2 separate regions of the Gossypium hirsutum genome follow, and region 2 is linked to region 1. The links are chromatin contacts, called in public Hi-C maps. All regions are on one chromosome and are shown on one strand. Each heading gives the region's core, a stretch centred on a gene start, on an enhancer-like site or on the middle of the called end of the contact. The rest is flanking DNA. Distances are from core to core; before and after follow the strand shown.

Region 1 (5,904 bases), core at 1,068-3,567:
TGCTAAGTGCGAGCTCAATTGTAGTGCCGCCAATTATATTTGTGTACTGTGTTATATTGTGAACCATGTTAACTTGGCTAATTATATTATTATGGCGAACTATGTTAATTTGGTGATTTGTATTAATATGGTGAACTATATTAATTTGCTAACTTGTGTATTGTGAGATTTTGAGTTGTATTGTATGTAAGCTAAGCTATTGCGTACCCTATGGTAAATAAAATATGCGAACAATGATTTATATGAGATATGTTATGAATGATATGTGAATTGTGTTATGTGTACAATATATGTTGCATGAAAGTTATATTATTTGTAAACCATGCTCTATTGCGAATTGTGAATTACGAATTGTGCTATAATGTGCAAGCTATGCTTAATGCCAGCCTTATTAAATTGAATATTGTGAATGTGTTAAAGAGATATTTTGGCATTATGACCTTAAGGAACCATTAGATATAGTTGGCATGTGATAGGATTTTGAGTAGTCACCCTCATTATTGCGATGGACATTTTTCCCAAAGATAGCATTGGAAAGATAAGGAAATGTCGGTATAGCTCCATTCAATGGAGATAATGCAAGGCTTTATGAGTTGAGAGTGTTGGAGAGTGTGAACATTCGTGCTACACATATATCGAAGATAGCATACGGCTCTTTGAGTCCAAAACTGAGGAGTTATAAAGAGATCTGTTTATCCAATGTGTAGTGATAGAGCCCATAATCACAAAAATGTCAATTTATCATTATTTGAGATATATGAGTTATGATGTTGTATGAATGAATTATTATATTGAATGAACTGTTATATTGTATGAACTTTTATATTGAATGATCTATTATTATGCATGAATTGTTATTTTATGTGAACTGCCTATTCTATGTAAACCGTTTAATTTGTGTGAACTATTGTCTTGTGTAAGCTATGATAAAAAGTGAATCATTTAAGCATGCCTATTTCACCTAACCTAACTGATATGTTTATTTGTAGTATGTTTAAGCACTCACTGAGCTTTCATAAGCTCACCCATTCTCTTATATCATTACAGTGATTTAGCTTGTGAAGAGGTGGAGAAGTGAGCCATCCAAGTGATCCATAACGAGGCTCTAGCTACCTTGGTATGTTGATGTGTTCCCAAATCTAATTGAGGAAGGCAATATGAGACCAAATAGTGGGATTTAGAATTAGATTTTGTTATAATCATTGAGATGTAATTGGACATTACAGACTCTTATTGGTTTGATTTGGAAGTTTTATTACTGCTTCAGACAAATGATTGAATGGTAGATTGCGAATGCTTGATGAATAGTATGAGTAATTGTTCAATTAACTTGTAAGTGCAGGTTGAAGAACCACTGGTTAACGAGGTAAGTCTTATATGTTTTATGTGTGATTTGGAAATTAATCATGAGCTTAGTTTTCATGGAATGTAAAATTGGACAAATTACGTAAATAGTAGGTGGCCTATGAACTAATTAAATGATGATGATTTTATGAAGAGACGCATGATGTTTTAATGAATCTTCCTAAACAAGATTCATATGTATTACTCTATTATACTATTTTCAACCTTGTGAAATGGTGTTTTCCAACATTTTACTTCATTATGATATAGATCCAATCATTTGTTTTTAAATAAAATGACTTCTAAAATCTTCTTAAATTTAACCTTTTAAATACACTATCACCTGCATGGATGTTCAACTGAAGCTTTTAGAATATTTTTTATTAATAATTCAATTTACGAACTATGCTGATGACATGATGATTAGAGTAGCGCAAAGAAAGCATGGATTTAGGATTTTGCATGTTTAAATGAATAACTGTGTGAGATGTGATTGGTTGAATAGTATCTATTCTGGTGTTTTGACGAAAAAATCACTTCGGTGGTTAATATGATATTTGAAATTCGAATTGAACTGTCTTGAACGGATTTGAAGCGCCGCAAAATAAAAGACAAAAACTTATAGAAATCAGTAAATTGTTGATTTATTGATACTTGTGTTGCCATAATTTTTAACCAAAACATTCTTAAATTAATGTGAAATGGTTTAAAATTTGAAAATTGTTATATCAAAACCTTGCTAGTTTTGCATTTAAGGCATCCACCTGATTTGAGTGCTTGCGGACATAAAGGCTTATCCACATAAGGAGTCATTTGTATCTTACTAGAAATCTATCCCATCACATCCATTACATCTCAAATGTCATGAACTCGTTCCATCAACCACTTTATGATCTCTCTTATTCAATCACATCACCCATAACCTTACTCCCCAGTCTACAAGGTTAGGCAACAATATGCTATGGTCCACATACAATATCTTTCAAGGCCCTTGACGTATAAAAGGATACTCCTCCCGCAAGAAGAGTGGATCGGCCATTCTCTCTTCAAAATTCTTGACACATTAATCATGGTATAGACAAACCTCCAAACTTCATATCAACAATTATTATTATCATTGTCGGTATTGTTTCTTGTATATCAACAAATCTTATTGAAGGTCAAAAGTTTTAGGTAATATGTTAGGTGAAATTAATGTGTGAAAGAATGGAAATTTGTGGGTTAATTTTAATTTTAAAAGACTTACTTTTTTGTCTTTTTGAGTTTTTTTTATATGCCTTGATAGCTTCACATATAAGCTTTACTTTCTTAAAGCAACTTTAAATTTGCTTATGGGTTTTATTTTTGTTATAAAATATTTATTTTGAATAAAGTTATACTAAAGAAGAAAAAGAAAATTACTAAGATCATAATTCAGTTGTTTGAGAAGGAATGTCATGTTTTACTTGGAAAGTAGCGCCACAGTCAAAATCATCCTAATAAGAAGAGCTTTTACAAAGTTAAATTACTATGTAAAGTAATCTACTTTATACTTTTAAACTTTAAGAAATTATTTAGTTTTTTTTTATTTAAACTTCTTGCTCTACACTCACCACTTGTTTCTTCTCTGCGTTTGGTCTCTCCATAATAATAATAATATTAAATTTGAAACTATTTGTCTCCATATATTCAATATAAATATTAAAATGTATTACAATAAATATAAGTTAAGAATAAAAAATTTAATATTTTAAAAAATTGAATTAATTACTATTTGTGACCATATATACAAAACAAATAATAACTTTTAAAATTTTAAAGAGAAAATAAAAGTTTATTGTTTAAAATTATTATATAAAAGTATAATGTTAATTTAAAATTAATAAACTTCGATAGTAAAATATTTAAATCAACATTTCGATTATGAATTATAAAACGTTTTTTAAATAATACTTAATTTATTTTCGTTTGATTAAAAATATATAATTTTGAATAAGATTATGTAACTATTAAATTTTGATAAAAATGTTAAAATAATTATTAACGTTTAATTTTTTATTAGGTTTATTTAACATTATGTATTAGAGTACTACTTGATTAATTTATTAAAAATTACAAAAATGTAGTTTTTTTTTCAATATGTGTTACTTGAATTTTAATTCAATTTCCATATGATATCCGAAAATAAATGTAGTTTTAAATATATATTATTTAATTTTTTATTGTTTAGTTAAAATTATAGAATATAATTTTTTAATTTTTTAGTTAGACATTTAAATATAATAATAACATTTATCAATTCATTAATTAAAGTTATAAGCTAACTATTAAGAAGTGAAATTTTATAAATAAAATAAGGAAAAAAACTAATATATTTTTTTCTCATAAATAATTGAAAATATACAAAGATTATTGTAGATACTAATATTAAGTGTTGAATGTAATGGTAAGACATACTGCATTTTTAAGTAGAGATCGAGGTTCGAACTGACATTGTTGAGAGGGGTAGCCATGAGTTCCGAACATAGATTATAAAACGGACATGAATAATACCGAAAAAGATAATATTAAGTTAAATGGATGGATTGCTGGTATGTATTAATTAAAATATGTTAAATTATTTTATATTTTGTTATAAGTTTTATAAGTAATATGAAAAAAGTTTAAACATATTATTTCAATACTAAAAAAATTCAAACACTAATAAGTGGTATTATTGGTCAAAATTAAAATAGATTGTGTAATTAAAAATATTTAATATTCCTTCATTATATATAAATAAGTTTTAAATTTGATAGTCTAAACTTTTTAGATAAGTAAAAAGATTATTTTGAAATTTCAAATCAAATTGGTTGCCTATATTTTTAATTCTAAGATAAAACTATTTTATTTTTAAATTTCAGATATAATTTTCTAATTTTAAAATAGTATTTTCAATATATTGAAACTATTTAAAACTTGATTAAGTAATGTGATTTCAATGTAAAATTTGAAAATGTTGGATGTTATGTTTCTTTTTTCAAATCTTTTATGTTAAAATAAAAAATTAATATAATTTTTAATCAGTTTTAATAATTTTAAATATGTTTTTTAAGTAACTAAATTGTCATTTTTATTATCATTTCTTACTGTACTAACATATCTTTCACGGCGGGGTCTGCCGTCTCTGGCACGTTTCTAGTCTGCCATTCTTGGAACGTCTCTTTTCTTGGGTTTTTGTTTTTGTTTGTAAGTGGAGGGGCGACGGCTCAAATCTAGATTATAAGGTTTCTTTCTGTATAGCGTTTTGTTTCAATCGGGATTTACACCTGCAATTAATGGAAAACGAATTAGTAGGACTATCACTCAACGAAGAAGAAGATGCCATCCAACAAGTCCAAAGTGAACCAAATATAGAAAGAGGAGAGGAGATCTTCAGGTTAGTAGGATGTTTTTTAACTGCTAGTGTTATTCATTTTCCTGCAATGAGAAGCACAATGGCAAATCTTTGGCATCCTGTTAGGGGTGTTCACATTTGAGATTTGGGTGAAAAGAGATTCTTGTTTCAATTCTATCATATCATGGATTTGGATAATGTTGAAGGGATCTCCATGGACATTTAATAATCATTTGCTAGTTTTACATAAGTTACAATGGGGAGAAGATCCTCAAAAAATGCAACTGTTCATGGCACCGTTTTGGGTCCAGACTCATAACATCCCCGTTGGACTTTTTTCGAAAAATTTGGCAACCCAATTGGGAAATTTTATCGGAGAATTTATTGAGTATGATGGATCAAATCTGGGAAAGAGAAGTACAAATTATTTGCGGGTAAGAGTTCGGAAGGAGGAAACGAATTTTGTTCAGCGGGAATTGTACCTATGTAAGTTTCAGGTACGAGCGACTCTCTCTTTTTTGCTTTTATTGCGGTCGACTGGGGCATAACGATTCATTTTGTGAAGCAAAGATGATGCTAGGGGTGGAAGTAGCTGAGGTGGGTTGGGATTTCTCCATACGAACGCAATCTCGGAGGGCTGTAGCAATGAATAATGTGTGGTTGAGAGACGAAGGGGATGGGAAAATGAACTGTGACGGGGGAAGCACAGTTAGAAAAGGGAGTAATTTTTAGACTGGTACAAATACAAAAGTGGGATACGGACAGTCTTTCGACCAAGTCTTGGGGTTCAATCTGGAAGGTTGGAGAATACTAGGAAATCACATGGGGAGTAACTCATTGTTAGTTCCTGATTTAACTGATATGGACACGATCTGGAGGAAGGTACTCTGATTGGCGAAGAAGGGAATAAGCGGGCTAGAGGAAAGATGGAAGGTGTGATAGTATTGGGAAAGGAAAACTCTCTGATGGGTAGAAATAGGAGATTGTTGGAAGAAAATCAATTTGTATCGGTGGCTGCCAAGAGGCAAGCAGACCGGGTGCAATGAAACTGTTAAGTTGGAATGTTCATGGATTGGGAAACCTACGAACAGTTCGAAGACTTTGATACATGCTGAAGTTACAAAATCCCCAAATGGTCTCCTTCATGGAGACGAAAATATGAAAAAGTTAAATTGAGAGGATTCGTAGTAGGTGTGGGTATGTTT
Region 2 (5,904 bases), core at 2,003-4,502, 980 kb before region 1:
GGATCTAGAATGTCTGGTCTATTTGTGGAAGCAATAGTGATAACATTTCCTCTTCCTTCAAAACCATCCAAGCATACCAGAAGCTGTAGCACCACAATCATAACACATTAAAATAGGAAAAGAAACAATTTTACATTTAAAAAAAAGTTAAATACATAGGCAAAATAGGTCCCAACGAACCTGATTTAAGGTTGCATCACGTTCTTGTCCACCAGAACCTTTGATTAAACCACGCTCTCTTCCAACAGCATCCAACTCATCAATAAATACGACTGAAGGGGCCTACCAAAATTACATAAAGTGATGGAATGTTGTACTGAAGGTCAACAAAGTAGTTTGGAAGCAGCCAATTGAAAAGCAAATTAAAGCTGGTACTTTAATAGATCCACTATCAGAAAATAATGTAAAATTGGACATATAGATGTGACCCATATAAATAGAACTCAAGTTATACATGCAGAGAGAAAAGAGAACATAAAGCAACTAAAATAAAGACGACACTTACATTTTCCTTTGCTTCCTGATAAAGTGCTCGGACACGGGATGCACCAACCCCAACATATATTTCCACAAACTGAGAAGCAGATATGGAGAAGAAGTTTACACCTGCTTCACCAGCTACAGCTTTTGCTAGTAAAGTTTTCCCAACCCCAGGAGGGCCACAAAGAAGTATTCCACCTGATTAAGAAATCCATACAACCTGAAATAAGCCTCTGCAAAGCACTAAAAATGATATGACTAGTAAAATAAAGCAAAACAAGCAATAGAAATAAATTTGATGTTTCTATCATGTTTTACTAGGCACATGCAGCCACAAAAAGTGTTCAAACCAGATGAGAAAAAAGTTCAATGAAACCAGAAATAGGAAGGCAATAGAAATATTTTATGGATCTGTATTATCTTAAAACGGATGATCAGCTTACAATGATGTCTTACCGAAAGAAAAAAAAAAAACAGTTATAAGTAGTTTCTGGATTTCCCTTTTGAGAATACATATGAATGTATATCAAGATAACAAATGGACCAAATTTATTATCTAAGATCAGAGAAGAAACAGAAATAAGGAAAATGTCACATCACTTTTGAATGTTGACCAACTTCTGTTTAAAATGAGAAGACCAGCCAAAATTTGTGGAAAACAACTATCTAATCAGTGTCATAAAGGGATCAAGGATGAGAGTTCCGCTCAGTGACTGAAAAAGGAAAAAAGAAAGGCACAAATACCTCTTGCAAACACGAATGTGGTAAGTATAATGAAACAGAAAGGCTCATCAGATATTCAGCAATCCAGATCAATAACAACTTAATAGTTGTCTTATAGAACTGAATAAACATATCATTATACCATATGATAAAATGCTATAATTCTTTGAACTTTGCGTTATCATCTTTATTTAGAGGTAAGTTGACTACACATGATCCATGAATTTACTGCAATTTTCGTTTAGCCACTTTAAGTGTTACATTCCTACAAATTTAGAGTTTGGGTAGTGATCTCAAAGTAAAAAAGAAAAAGGAAAAAGCTGATTCATCCAATTATAAGCTCTTGTATCCAGGTTGTTAACTTGTCAGTTGTCATGCCAAAGACTTAAGGTAAACAAGACATAACAACTTGCTTGCATGTAGGTTTCGAGTATAACTTCATTGCAGAATATTGAATTTTAAAATAAATTTATTCAGGTTTAGAATTTTTGACCTGGTATTCTTACTCCTCTTCTTCGGTACATCTCCCCATGTGTGAAAAATTTGACTATTTCCTCAAGCTCAAGCCGGATTTTGCCAAGACCTGCAACGTCTGAGAACTTGACATCCACTACTCTCTCCAAATACTGTGGCAGTCTCTTATTTTGTGCTCTCCGCACGCGTGCTCCTGACTTCATGAATTGCATAGCCATCTTCAAATAAGGATTCTGCTCACCTCCCCCTTGCTCAGCCTCATCATCCTCCCCCTCAATTCCTTCCAGTTCCCTCTCCAACTCCCTCATCTTTTTTCTCTCTTCTGCCTCTGCCTTCTCAATCTTCAACCTATCCTCGTAATCCTTCTTCTGCTTTCTGTAACTAAGCACCACTGTCCTATAAAATATCACAAAGAACACCAATCCAAGCGCAGTTGCAACATTTGAATCCTGAGCTAAACTGGCCCACATATTTGCCATACTTTGATAATTCCTTCTAGCATCACGCAATGACTCCTCATACTTCCTCTTCCTAATCTCTCGCTTCTTTCTCCTCTCATCCTCCTTCTTCTGCGCCTTCATAATCTTTTCAATCATCTCTCTCTCTTCCCTCATTCTCGCCAACTCCTCCTTTTTTTGCCTCTTAAACTCCTCTCTTTGTCTCCTAATTTCCAGCGCCCTTTTGGACTCCTTCTTCGGCTTAAACCACGACAACATAAATGCAGGCACCCTCCATAAAAATCCCAAATAAGGAGAAGGCACCTCAGGCCTCTTAATTGGAGGTGTATATGCATTAACACACAAAGATTCAATCTTTAACTCATCCCATGAATCCCAAAACTTCCTATCACTATCTATTGAAGGCAAAACAGTTCTTAACACCCTAGAATCTTCTAAAACTACTAAAACTGGCTCTGCCCTTTGCTTCAAACTAGCACTAGGCGGCTTAATTAAATGTTTAAGCTTTCCCTCATGTTTCAAACTGAGAATTTCAGTATATGGAATCCGGTTGGTTACAACTGGAAGATTTTTCGACCATTGTTTTATCTGCTCAGGGGTCAAAGCTTCTTGAGTTTTTTTCTGAGTTTTTTTCCTATCAGATACTTTAACTGCAGCAAGAGAACTTTGTTGTGGAAATGAAGTGGAGATTATAGTAAGAGTAATGGGTAAAGCAACAAAATTGAAATGGGTTTTCTTGGTTTTATCATCATCATCGGAACTATTGCTCTTAGAGCTATAAATTTGACAAGAAATTGAAGGGTAAGAGCTGAAGAAAAATGGGTTTTGAGGTTTGGGTTTTAAAGATGGAAGCTTTGGGTACAATGAAGAACCAAAAGAGAAATGATAAGCCATGAAAAAACAATGAAGAAAAAAAAATGTGAAGAGAATTATGAGTGAAAATGAACAGAAAAGAATTTCACTATGTTAAGAGATCGAAAGAGATAGACTTACGTAGTGAAACGAAACTGAGACATTGTAGTTAAGGTTATTGAACATTCGATTTAGTCGAATAGGAAGCCTAAGACACAGCATTTTATTCTTTTCTTCTTTCTCTTCAAACCTCTCCCGGATAAAAAACTGCGTCCCCGACCAACAAGAATATTAAACCTTAGTGTTAAACGACGCCGGTTAACATCTATAATAAACCCGCATTAATATTTTGGGTAAAGTACAAGATAATCACCTAACTATGCACTTCATTTTATTTTGGTCACCCAACTATTAATTTTTTGATTTAGTCACTCAACGTTTTGAAATTAAATATTTTAGTTACTCTCCTTTTAGTTGTTGTTAGTTGTGGGCTGGAAAGCTAATGTGAGCTCTTTTTTTATTAACCTAATAACAAATTTAGTCCTTTCAATGTTTACACATTTTATCAATTTGATCCTAAATAAAAAAATATAACAATTTCTACAAAGAAACAATTGGATTCTTTCTCACTCTCAACAATATACACTCTCTAACCCTCTTTTCAACCACCATACCTGATGCATCACCATCTTCAACTCACCCTCACCATATTAATTTCATCTACTCTCAAACCTAACAAACACTAAAGCTTCTATCATCAAACCATTTTTCCTTCAGCCCAAAACTAGTTAAACAACCACAAACATCACGAACTCACCATCTTACCCGTTTGCACGATGCTATCACCATCACCATTTTCCCCTCAAGTCCTACACACCACTCCCACCAACCATTTACTCGAGACCCGCCATATGCTAAGTCTCAACCACCTCTCTTTTAACCCTAACCCAAAAGCAACCCCAAAATACTTTAAAATCCTAGCATACACAACACCCTTAATACTTGATAGTCATAAAAACAACCAATAAACCAACAACCATTAAGATCTTTACTTTAGAGAGGAAAATTTAGCACCATATGCAAAAGAAGAAACGAACCAAAAGATTTAGGAAAAAAAAGTGAATTGAAAAAAAAACAAAAAGAACTCATATTGACTTGGCTTGGCTTAGTTTGGTTTAAGTGGTTCGGGTTCAACTCTTAGTGATCCCAATAGAAAAAAAGTTAATTGTTGACCAAAGGAGTAAAAGGAGGCCGAAACAATAGTGGATAAAGAAGACAATCTAAATAGTGGTGCAACTATTAGAGAAGTAGCAACGATTGGTGGTTGTGGCACAACATTGGACAATCAAAGGTTTTGAAAAAAAAAAGAAAGAAAATAAGAGAGAAAAAAGTAGAGGAAGTGAAAGAGTAAATAGAGAGGAGTGTCAATGGTGCTAGATGCTGATAAAGGTGAGTTGAATATGGTGATGCATCGTGTATGGTGGTTGATAAGAGGGTTGATAGGTGTCTTGCCGATAGTGAGAGAGGGATCAATTGTTTCTTGATAGAACTTTTTAGATTTAGGATCAAATTGATAAAATGTGTAATCATTAGAGGGCTAAATTTGTTATTAAGGCAATAAAAAGGTCAACATCAGCTTTTTGTCCCATAGCTAATAGCAACTAACGAGAAAGTGACTAAAATATTTAATTTCAGAAAATTGAGTGACTAAATAAAATAATAATAATACTTGGGTGACCAAAATAGAACTAAGTGCATAGTTAGTGTCTATTATTGTAATTTACCTTAATATTTTTGTTTACGACTATATGTATAGTGAAACTAAGGTATCTATGATATTTGTCCCAATAATGTCATTTCAAAGTTTGAATCTAAATTCTCTTTATGAAATTATAGTGAACCTTACTATCAGGGCGGTCTTCCCCTTGGAATTTTTAGATATTTTAACTTTATATATAAACTATCATGTATTTTGGATTTGGTGTCCACATTGTATAACATTCGCCCCCTTAAGTCATAAGGTTATACTTTATATTAACAAAGTATTTTTCAGTTTTTAATTATATAACTTTAATAATAATAAAATATTAATGTATGATGGGTCTTGAAATACTAAATTTAGAGGTCCAATATGGACTTTGAAGCCAAATTCCAAAATTAATTGATTTGGCCTATACCTACACATAATAGGTTAGCAACTTTCTTGTATTTTGATTTGTATATCTTACTAAGGAATTATCTTCCTCTAGTAAGGTACCGACATTTCCAAAAGAAAAAACAAAGGAGTTTTATGCTGAGAGTGAGAGCACAGAGTAAAAAAATATAAATTATCTTCCTCTTGGCTCCTTATGTAAAAGACTTCTCGGTAAATATTTTTGCATAAATTATGTTCTTTATTTATTTGACTTATTATTTTTTTCCTTTTTCCTAATATGTTTTTATTTAAATATTATTACAATCTTCAGGTTTTACGATTATATTATGGTCAATAAAAAGATCAAATCTTTTTTCAAGAAAAGGGTGTTAAAAAACAATAATAATCAATCGGTTCTTTAAATTTTTGTTATTAACAGAGAAAAATCAAATATCAGATCTTCCCAAGCTCTTAAACGAGATATTAGGTATTCTCAAATTCCTAAATGTCCTTATAAAGTGTTGAAAGTCGAAACAAAGGAGTTTGATGCTTCTTCTTTGGAGCGTGATCCGGGGGCTTAAAAAATCTATTTGGAATTACCCTCCAAATCAATAGGACTAAGTCCGTCGAGCTTACTTTAAGTTTGGGCCATATCAACGGATTCCTCCAAGTGAGGCTCTAACATTTCCTCAATATATTGACAAGAATGGACACCGATTTCTCCCATCTTAGTACAAGTTATTCCCGGATTGGCTCGAGCTGTTACCAAGTAAGAATGCCACA

Evidence for each region. Hi-C and Micro-C count contacts between places; a contact is called where the count stands out from the background.
Region 2: a Hi-C map of leaf shows a contact between it and region 1, with 2.9 times the contacts expected there. The contact joins the promoter of LOC107951922 here to the enhancer-like site in region 1. A contact is called at or near these places in 2 of 34 Hi-C or Micro-C datasets (both in leaf).

The regions. Positions count from the first base shown.
Region 1 is chrA02:84,133,479-84,139,382 of Gossypium_hirsutum_v2.1, reverse strand. No RefSeq gene overlaps it. Among protein-coding and RNA genes, the nearest start is that of LOC107951916, 45 kb to the right of the region's middle. Within about 2 kb of position 2,317, at least 2 of the 9 cell types and tissues checked have an H3K27ac peak or open chromatin away from gene starts, as enhancers often do. A contact at or near this core is called in leaf, where this site is marked.
Region 2 is chrA02:85,114,863-85,120,766 of Gossypium_hirsutum_v2.1, reverse strand. It overlaps LOC107951922 (probable inactive ATP-dependent zinc metalloprotease FTSHI 2, chloroplastic), which reads right to left and starts at 3,252. Exons shown (of 12, transcript XR_001698676.2): 1 at 1,697-3,252; 2 at 506-678; 3 at 181-282; 4 at 1-83.